Regions from separate parts of the Mus musculus genome. Here regions 1 and 2 are each linked to region 3. Evidence: chromatin contacts called from public Hi-C and HiChIP or PLAC-seq data. All regions are on one chromosome and are shown on one strand. The core of a region is the stretch at or near the end of the contact, and the rest is flanking DNA. Distances in the headings are between cores, read along the strand shown. Region 1 overlaps Dusp10 (dual specificity phosphatase 10). Region 2 has its middle 49 kb from the start of Gm39724. Region 3 has its middle 32 kb from the start of Gm34130.

What was found. Hi-C and Micro-C count contacts between places; a contact is called where the count stands out from the background. HiChIP or PLAC-seq counts read pairs in DNA pulled down with a chosen protein or histone mark.
Region 1: a FOXA1 HiChIP or PLAC-seq map of pancreatic cancer cells shows a contact between it and region 3. The contact joins two enhancer-like sites. A contact is called at or near these places in 6 of 484 Hi-C or Micro-C datasets (the C2C12 cell line, the MNK3 cell line, brown adipocytes and 2 more), 3 of 115 datasets of contacts at active chromatin or transcription factors (embryonic fibroblasts, embryonic stem cells and pancreatic cancer cells) and 2 of 9 other capture datasets (embryonic tail and embryonic trunk).
Region 2: a contact with region 3 is called in a Hi-C map of the C2C12 cell line, with 2.0 times the contacts expected there. The contact joins two enhancer-like sites. A contact is called at or near these places in 3 of 39 promoter capture datasets (the 3T3-L1 cell line and 3T3-L1-derived adipocytes), 6 of 484 Hi-C or Micro-C datasets (the C2C12 cell line, adipose-derived mesenchymal stem cells, brown adipocytes and 2 more) and 4 of 115 datasets of contacts at active chromatin or transcription factors (the NIH/3T3 cell line, bone marrow-derived macrophages, embryonic fibroblasts and 1 more).

Annotation. Positions count from the first base shown.
Region 1 is chr1:184,056,160-184,058,917 of GRCm38.p6, forward strand. All of the region lies in intron 2 of Dusp10 (dual specificity phosphatase 10), which reads left to right. Among named protein-coding and RNA genes, the nearest start is that of Dusp10, 23 kb to the left of the region's middle. Within about 2 kb of position 1,407, at least 22 of the 459 cell types and tissues checked have an H3K27ac peak or open chromatin away from gene starts, as enhancers often do. A contact at or near this core is called in pancreatic cancer cells, where this site is marked.
Region 2 is chr1:183,678,853-183,681,552 of GRCm38.p6, forward strand. No RefSeq gene overlaps it. Among named protein-coding and RNA genes, the nearest start is that of Gm39724, 49 kb to the left of the region's middle. Within about 2 kb of position 1,264, at least 51 of the 459 cell types and tissues checked have an H3K27ac peak or open chromatin away from gene starts, as enhancers often do. A contact at or near this core is called in the C2C12 cell line, the NIH/3T3 cell line and pancreatic cancer cells, where this site is marked.
Region 3 is chr1:183,904,103-183,906,883 of GRCm38.p6, forward strand. No RefSeq gene overlaps it. Among named protein-coding and RNA genes, the nearest start is that of Gm34130, 32 kb to the right of the region's middle. Within about 2 kb of position 1,474, at least 109 of the 459 cell types and tissues checked have an H3K27ac peak or open chromatin away from gene starts, as enhancers often do. A contact at or near this core is called in the C2C12 cell line, the NIH/3T3 cell line and pancreatic cancer cells, where this site is marked.

The DNA.
Region 1 (2,758 bases), core at 157-2,656, 150 kb after region 3:
TGGAGGAGTGTTCCTCTTTTTCCACATCCTCTGGACTCCATTTTTTAGCAATAATAAAAAACTAAGGATGACATTGATGATTTCGGATAGTGGCAGATGTTCTGATATGTGGTCAAGGAGTTAGCTGAGAGAATACTCATAATATCAGGAAGAGCCCTTCTGGGAGACCACAGTCACTGAGCCCTGCGTGCTGTCTGCTCTGCAATGGTTAGGATAGGATGGAATGTGGCCCTCAAGTGTCTATGTTTTGGAAACGATGTTTTCCCGACATGGTGATACTGCAAAGTTTGATACCTCATAGGAGGTCAACTTGTCACTGTCCCTGGTAGAGCATGAGACTGGTTTTGTGGAAACCTGACAGCAGAGTTGTTATTTAAAAAAAAAATGATGAGAAAAGAAGTGGGTAGTCCAGCCCAGCTGTTACCCTGGTTTTCTGTCCCCCCTATTTCCCATCCCAGCTGTGATGCCACCTGTCATGATGTGACACAGCCAAGGTGACCTTCACCAAAGTTAGCACCATACTGTAAGAGCTTTAGTCTCTGAAACTAGGAAGTAAACAAATCTGTCTTTGTATCCCGCCTCAATTACTTTGTAATGGGAACGGAAACAGATTCCTGCACCCTCCCCATATAGAATAATCCTGTGGAGGTTTCTTCTACTCCTTGAATAGTTCCTCAGCTGACAGCAGCAGCATGTCCTAACATTTCACTTGGAAATCATGTAAGATTCTCCCAGGCCAAAGGCTCAAATGCAGCAGAACTCCCAACTCCTGGTACTGGTTGCAAGTCCCAGGGTGTCACTGCACTTCTGACCAACTAGCTGGCAATAAAAGTTCTAGAACTCATTCTCTAGATTTGATTAATTTGCCATGACAGCTCACAGAAATTGGAGAAACATTTAGTGAATTTGCTTAATATAAAGGATATTATAAAGCGTGCACATGAACAGGCAGACAGCAGAGCCATGTAAGACGATGTGCAGGTCTTGTGTCATATGTAGGCATGCTATCCCTCCAGTCACTTCCACATGGCCCAGCCATCTGGAAACTCACCAAACCTTGTTCTTTTGAGTTTCTATGGTGTTTTCATTAAGTCTGAATGATTGATGACATTTTTGGCCATAGGTGAGCAATTCACTTTCATCTTCTCTAGATCAAGATTGAGGGCTAGAGCCGAAATTCCCTAGCCTCTAACCCTGCTTTCTACTTTCTGGTATCACTTCCATCTGGAAGGTGTTAAGGGCTCCCAGACTGCCACTCACCTTGTTGGCATACAAACAGTCACTCTTATCTCTTTGGAGATTGCCAGGGTCATCTGGGTGTGCGTTGCTTAGTATCACAGTATCACACTGAGGGAATGACTTGAAAGAGTGGTTAAACACAGAGAGCCTTGGAATAGATCATTGATGTCTCACACCTTACCAACGGACTGTTCTTGCTGTGACTCACCTCTGTCTGCTTTGTGTTGTAGTAGGGCTTTGTTGAGCTTAAGGAGTGCTCGAGGGGTGGGGTCAGGAGGGAAGAATGAAAGAATTAACCAATGAGCTTGCATCCAAGAGGTTGGCAATAAATGTCATAAGCAAGAAGCCGAGTCCCTTTAGTGTGGAAAGAAGAGCTACTCTGTGATTCCCTGCCCTCAGGAGGTCTTCCCCCCGCTGTACCATGTTGGATATGGCCTTCAGGGAATGTGCCTAGGAAGTCCGACGGTGCCAGAGGTGGAGTGCAAACAGGGTCAGGTTTCTGTTCTTCCCTCCTGGGCTGCAGGGATGGTTACTGGGATGGTTCTCCAGTAACCTTGAGCTTATGTTTATAATCTATGATCCCACTCCAGACCAGCAGGCTGTATTGGTTGGACCATAATGTGGTCTACCAGATGGGGACACCTCAGCTTTTGACCCGTTACTATATCCTGGCACTACAACAACCACCTCCAGAGGTTTCCAGACCCTTTCTCCTATCTCTTCGTGGGAATGGAGACCATGCCTGGTTTCAGTTTGACCTTGCAGAGCTCAGCCATTGCGGGTGATTTGACTTTGGCATGTGGCTGCAGAGGCAGCTCCTGCCTTCCCTTCCAGGCAGTTGATGGTTAATATACTTATCGTTGCTAACTATTCTTGCCAAATATAGACTTATAGCTCTGACTTACAGAAGTCAGAAGTAGAAGCTGTTGCGATATATTTTTTGCGGACTGAAAACATTGGCTAAAGAAAGCATTCCAAATTGTGATAGGAGCAGTGGCGCTTCTCCCATCTCGCTTCCTGAATTCCCCAGGCCAAAGCCCTTTGACCTGCAGATCATTACAAAATCCATGGCTGTAAACGCTGTTGTTTGAGTGTGGGGTTTCCTTCAAAACAAGTTGAGTGGCTTACGGATTTGACTGGCCAGTTCTGTTCATCACCATTAGGCATGGGTCCCAACCCCAGTCTCCATTGTAACCCTCGTCTTTTCCTCCCCTCTCCTGACCATAGATGACTTTTTTGTTTGTTTGTTTGTTTTTTTGTTTTTTTTTTTTTTGTTTTTGAGACAGGGTTTTTCTGTATAGCCCTGGCTGTCCTGGAACTCACTTTGTAGACCAGACTGGCCTCGAACTCAGAAATCCGACTGCCTCTGCCTTCCAAGTGCTGGGATTAAAGGTGTCACCACCGCCCGGCCCATAGATGACTTCTGATGACTTTCTCTGAATATAATTTCCAGTGGGAATGCTTCATGGTAGAAGAATGTAGTCTTTTGAAGCTTGCCCTTGATGTTTCTAGAGATTTA
Region 2 (2,700 bases), core at 14-2,513, 230 kb before region 3:
GAAAGTATCTAAGGAGCTAAAGAGATCTGCAACCCTGTAGGTGCAACAACATTATGAACTAACCAGTACCCCAGAGCTCTTGACTCTAGCTGCATATGTATCAAAAGATGGCCTAGTCGGCCATCACTGGAAAGAGAGGCCCATTGGACACACAAACTTTATATGCCCCAGTACAGGGGAATGCCAGGGCCAAAATATGGGAATGAGTGGGTAGGGAAGTGGGGGGGGGGGAGGGTATGGGGGACTTTTGGGATAGCATTGGAAATGTAATTGAGGAAAATACGTAATAAAAAAAAAAACCAAAAAAAAAAAAAAAAACCAAAAAAAACATCAACATGTCACAACCTAGAAGCACGTGGGAAGGGAGCCTGAAGGAGAAATTGCCTTGATCAGATTGGCCCGTGGGCATGTCTCTGGGGGGTTATCTTGATTGCTTTGGTTAGCAAAGTTTGGGAAGGAACACCCTAAGTGGAGGTGGCATCATTTATAGGCTGGACTGTACAAGTAAAGAAAGCTAGCTGAATAGAGCAAGCTGGCAGTGTGACTGTGTCTAGTTTTCCCTGGTCTTTGCCGTATATATGACATGACTGGCTATCTCAAGCTCCTGCCTCCCTAACTTCAATGATAAACAGTAACCTGAAGTTGTAAGACACAAATCTTCCCTATTTGTCAGGGTGCTTCATCCCAGTCACAGTGACAGTGAGACAGAGCTGTGTTTTAGGTCTCCTGAGTTTCCTATTTTTTCTTTTAGTGAACAAATAGTTTTTTTTTTTTTTTTTTTTGAGTGTTTGGTTTTGCCTCAATTTTCTTATTTTGAGGGAGGGAAAGGCGATGAAGGATGGGTAGTTGTACTATCACTCTATGAACACAAATGGAGGTTTATGCCCACACAGGAGAATGTTGGAGTCAGGGACCATTAAACTTTCTTCGGGCTCAGATGGGAATCCTGGAATATGTTTGAATATAAAACCGAAGCCAGTGAACTCCGAGGGGAGACATGATCCTGGGGTTGGGGCTGGAGACAGTTTGAACAGAGGGACAGTTTGAAGAGGCGAGTTTGCCTAAAATCTGTCATGAGAATTTAAGCCATGGATGATGGGAAATTGTGGAGAGAAGGATTGGTTGTTGTGTGAACTTATGCAATCAACGTGAGGGCGCGCACACTTCGTCTGGCTCCAGGCCAGCAGCTCTCTGAGGAGCACTGTCAGGATTAATCAGAGTTTGCATGGAAACTGCAAAACTGAGAAACCCCTGCGAGTGCCAAATGTTATCAGCTTGCATCACAGCTTAAGTATTTGGTGGTGTGGTGTGAGGAGGAGCCACTTGCAGGAAATCTTAACGTTTTTTCTAGCGCTCTCTCGCACCCAACTTCGTTTTGATTTCACTGGAGCTTGGTGACTCGGGATTCTTCCTGGCTGTCTTTCTACTTACCTCCTAAGCGTGACAATGCCTGTGCTACATTCCTGTGGTTTGTGTTCTTACTTGTAATTTCAAATTAAAGCTATTTTATACATGGGAAGAGTAAACAGAACTGCAGTGCAGGCCTCAGAAACGATCTTAACTGGGATTGACAGACAAAACTGTTTCCTTTAGAAGAGATCTGCTTTCCCACCTTACCCTCATGCAGTGTCCTGTAGAGAGTCTGGGGTTATAGAAACATCTGCACAAAAAGTGGTCCCATCCCAAAGTGCAGATTCCCTTCATGCCACCAACTTGCCATTGTTGTAACCCCCAAATTAATGATACTAGAGAGACTTGAGTGTGTGTACAGTTTGCCTCTGTGTTCCCTGCCACCACCACCACCATCCCACCCCTGCAGCAAGCCTACTCCTCCTTGGCCCCTCCCCTATTGTTAGAATGGCACTACCCATCAAACTCCCCCTAAATGAAGACATTTTGAGGGGACAGCTTGAGACATCCTCCCCGCCTTTTTGTCTCCAACACTCTTGATAAACAGCCGAACTCTTCAGGGTGCTTGTCCTTGAGACCTTAGAAAAATCACAAGCTCAAGGGAAATCAGAGGTCAGGTCAGAGACAGTTATGACTGGCTATGAAGTTAGTCCCTGAACAGACACCCATTAACCCCCTCCCACTTCTGTACCTTTCCACCAAATGATTACAGCCCTTTACTCCCCTTTTCTGTGAACATTCATAACTATACCGTATATAAACCCAGTGTTTTCTGAACTCAGGGTTGCTTGCCAGCATTCACTCAGTGAGTTCGAGGCAGGCAATCCGAGTTCCAATGTGGAACAATAAAAGACTCTTTTGGGAGTTGCAGTGGACTTTGCAATTCTTGGACTTGTCTGGGTTTCCCGTGGACTCCGGACACAATGCCATCGGTCCTGGTTTGAAAACCACTTTCTCCCAGCTGTAGTAGACACATGCAAAGCCAGGCCTAGGTGCTAGTGAGGCAAATGGAAGGTGGAAGATCTCTTTGTTCTAAGTGAAAGAGGATAGATGTATAATAGAAAGATAAAATGAAAATCAAGGCTCATCACAGAGTAATAGGGACTCCATTTTGGACTCCCAGGCGAAGGTCCGCTCTGTCACAGCAGCTTTGATAATGATGGATAATCTTTAGCACTGAAATGCTGTCAGTCATTGGCTATAGAGAAAAAGCTGTCTTCCTGCTGGTGTCTATTGTCCACTTCTGGAGAATGTATTAAGTGTCCTTTTTAAAAAATTTTTTTAAAATTT
Region 3 (2,781 bases), core at 224-2,723:
TCCCTCCATCTTTGCTCTTTGTGCATGGTTGAAGTGTGATCAGCCAGCTTCTTCCTACCCTGCTTTTCCCACCATTATGAACATCTAGCTTTCTTAAACCCTAAGCCAAAAGAAACCCTTCCTTTTTTTTTTGTTTTGTTTTGCTTTGTTTTGTTTTTAGAGACATGTTTTCTCTGTGTAGCCCTGGCTGTCCTGTAACTCACTCTGCAGACCAGGCTGGCCTTGAACTCAGAAATCTGCCTGCCTCTGCCTCCCGGGTGCTGGGATTCAAGGTGTGCGCCACCACTGCCTGGCAAGAAACCCTTCCTTAGGTCACTGTGTCCCTGGTATTTCAGTGCAGTAACAGAAACATAACTAACACCGAGAATGATACAGAAACTCTGGAAAGCCAAAGAAGGTCATGCTGGAACCTGGGTTATCGGAGGAACATTGGCAGAATAGTGAGTTCAAGGACATGTTGTGGGAAGACCTTTGAGAGAAGATCTGCACAGGAGCGTGGAGAGCCCAGAACACACGAGGTGTTGAATAAAACCAAGGCTTTCGTTCAAAGCTCTTTCTAAAGAGATTCAAAGCTCGGTTAGAGTAAAGTGTGGAAAATCTCTCTCCCTTGGGAACTGAAGATCGGAGGCCACCATGCAGTAAGTATTGAGCAAGCACCTGCCATGTGGTTAGTGCAGTGTGGGATGCCGTGGTGCTCCAGCTGTCGGTAGAAGCAGGTGCTTTTGAAGGAAGCATATGATTCTATTAGAGAAATGGGACTGTCACTTACAATTGACAGAAATATGAATGAGCAGCACATGTAGCCTTAGAGATTGTGCACATTAAACTGTGCAAAGAGAATGGACTCACTCTTGGGCAAGAAACCAGACAGCACCTATCCAAAGACTGTGTTAAAGCATTTCCCCAACTCTACTGCCCCACTTTTCAGGACAGCACATCCCAACCTGTTTGTAGTGTAGGCATTAATTTACTTAGCCAAACAAATTTCCACCTTAGTTGAATTACTTCTTTGAGACAAGCAGTGAGGGGGAAGAGCCTTACCCAGTAACATATCAGGGATCCAGAATGGACAAGCCCTCGCCTAGCAAAGACAGAACACTGGAATCAGTGAGATGGAATGGGTGGACATCTGAGATGCTATTGTCCTTAGGCAGCTGAGTAGCCGTCCTTGAACTTCTGTAAGCACAGCCTTACCTGCCACACATACCTCTGGACTAAACTCATGGTACATTCTCTGCTTCTGATACACTGACCTGAGTCTTATGCTATGTGCTTCGCAAGTGAGGGGCACAGAGATGGGTCTAGTGTGGACACCTCTCACCCCACGCTCAGCCCCAGATTCCCTTTTCAGGCAGAGGGAAGCTTGGGCTGAGTCATCTCAGTGATGAATGTTGTAGTCACTCTAGGGAGGTGTCCCCAGCTGCCCTGCTGGAGGGCAACCAAGTGAGTAACCCTGCTGATATCACATGGTACTGGAATGGCGCTGGCTTGTGGCTGTGCCAAGCTCATGGCCATGAACGAGGCTGTTCAGTGAACTCTCACACCCCAGAGGGGGTTAGGGTTCTGCCTTGGGGGATCTTATAGATCCAGCAGCTTGCAGAAGAGTTGCTTATGACCCAGTAGAAACTGACGGTGACACAGTAAGACAGTTCCCAGAGAAATTTAGGGGAAAGAAAAAATGCTGCCTGGGAATTTCTACTCCTCTCCCTAGACAATTGCCCTTTTCCCCACATTTCCTTGACCTCCTTAACACAGCTGTGGCTGACGTAGAAGTGCCAGCAGCGTTCCTACCCAGAGCAGAGTGGGGAAATAACAGGCTTAGATTGATGAAAAGTCTCTGCATCACGTGACCAGAACTCTCCCTCCATGTTGGTCCCAGGTACTGGATTCTGAATGCTCTGTATAGGAGATGCAGCCCCCGTGCTGTAAGCAGGCTCACTCCGAGGGAACTTTATTTCCATCTCTTGTATTAGTGATAGTGACATTTGGTTATTTGCTCTGGTCTTCAGACTGTTCTATCAACTCGATCTTCCATGTCATGAAACTCTCGCTCACGTTTCCGAATCTTCTATATGCTCACGTGCTTTTCCTTCTTCTTTTCTCCTTTCTCCACCTCTCCATTCTTTCTCCCTTTCCCAAGTTAGAAATTTTATTGACATTATTTTAATAGAGGCTTGAGCATGAGGAGTAACGGAGGTGCTAAGAGGAAAGTCAGGCATGTTTTCTTTCATTAGCCACCACATGGAATAGTCTGTGTGTACTCCTCTCTCTGTGTGTGTCCTCCTTCACACCATTATTTCCCATAGCCTTTGTATGGTTAAGGGATCAGGTTAGAACCAGAATTTTTATGCTAAGAGACAGGCATCAGTAGGAGGTCATAGGAGATCACTTGTCCCAGTGTTCTGTCAGGTAGCAGCCTAGAGGTTGCCATTTCCATCATAAGGTCATTCTCATCTCTAGTGTTACCTGTAAAGGCCAAGACTGTCCTGGCTCAGAGGTTGGGGAGTGGGAAGCAGGAAGCCCTGGGTGTTAGAGGGACGATACATTAGGATGTGTTTTGGTAAACATGGCTTTGACTTTGTAAAGTCAAAAATAAGGAAAGTCCCTTTCCTTGTTTCCTTTTTTGTTTTGTTTTTTGGGGGGACATGGTTTCTCTGTATATCCCTGGCTGTCCTGGAACTCACTCTGTAGACCAGGCTGGCCTCGAACTCAGAAATCTGCCTGCCTCTGCCTCCCACGTGCTGGGATTAAAGGTGTGCACCACCACGCCCAGCCTCCTCG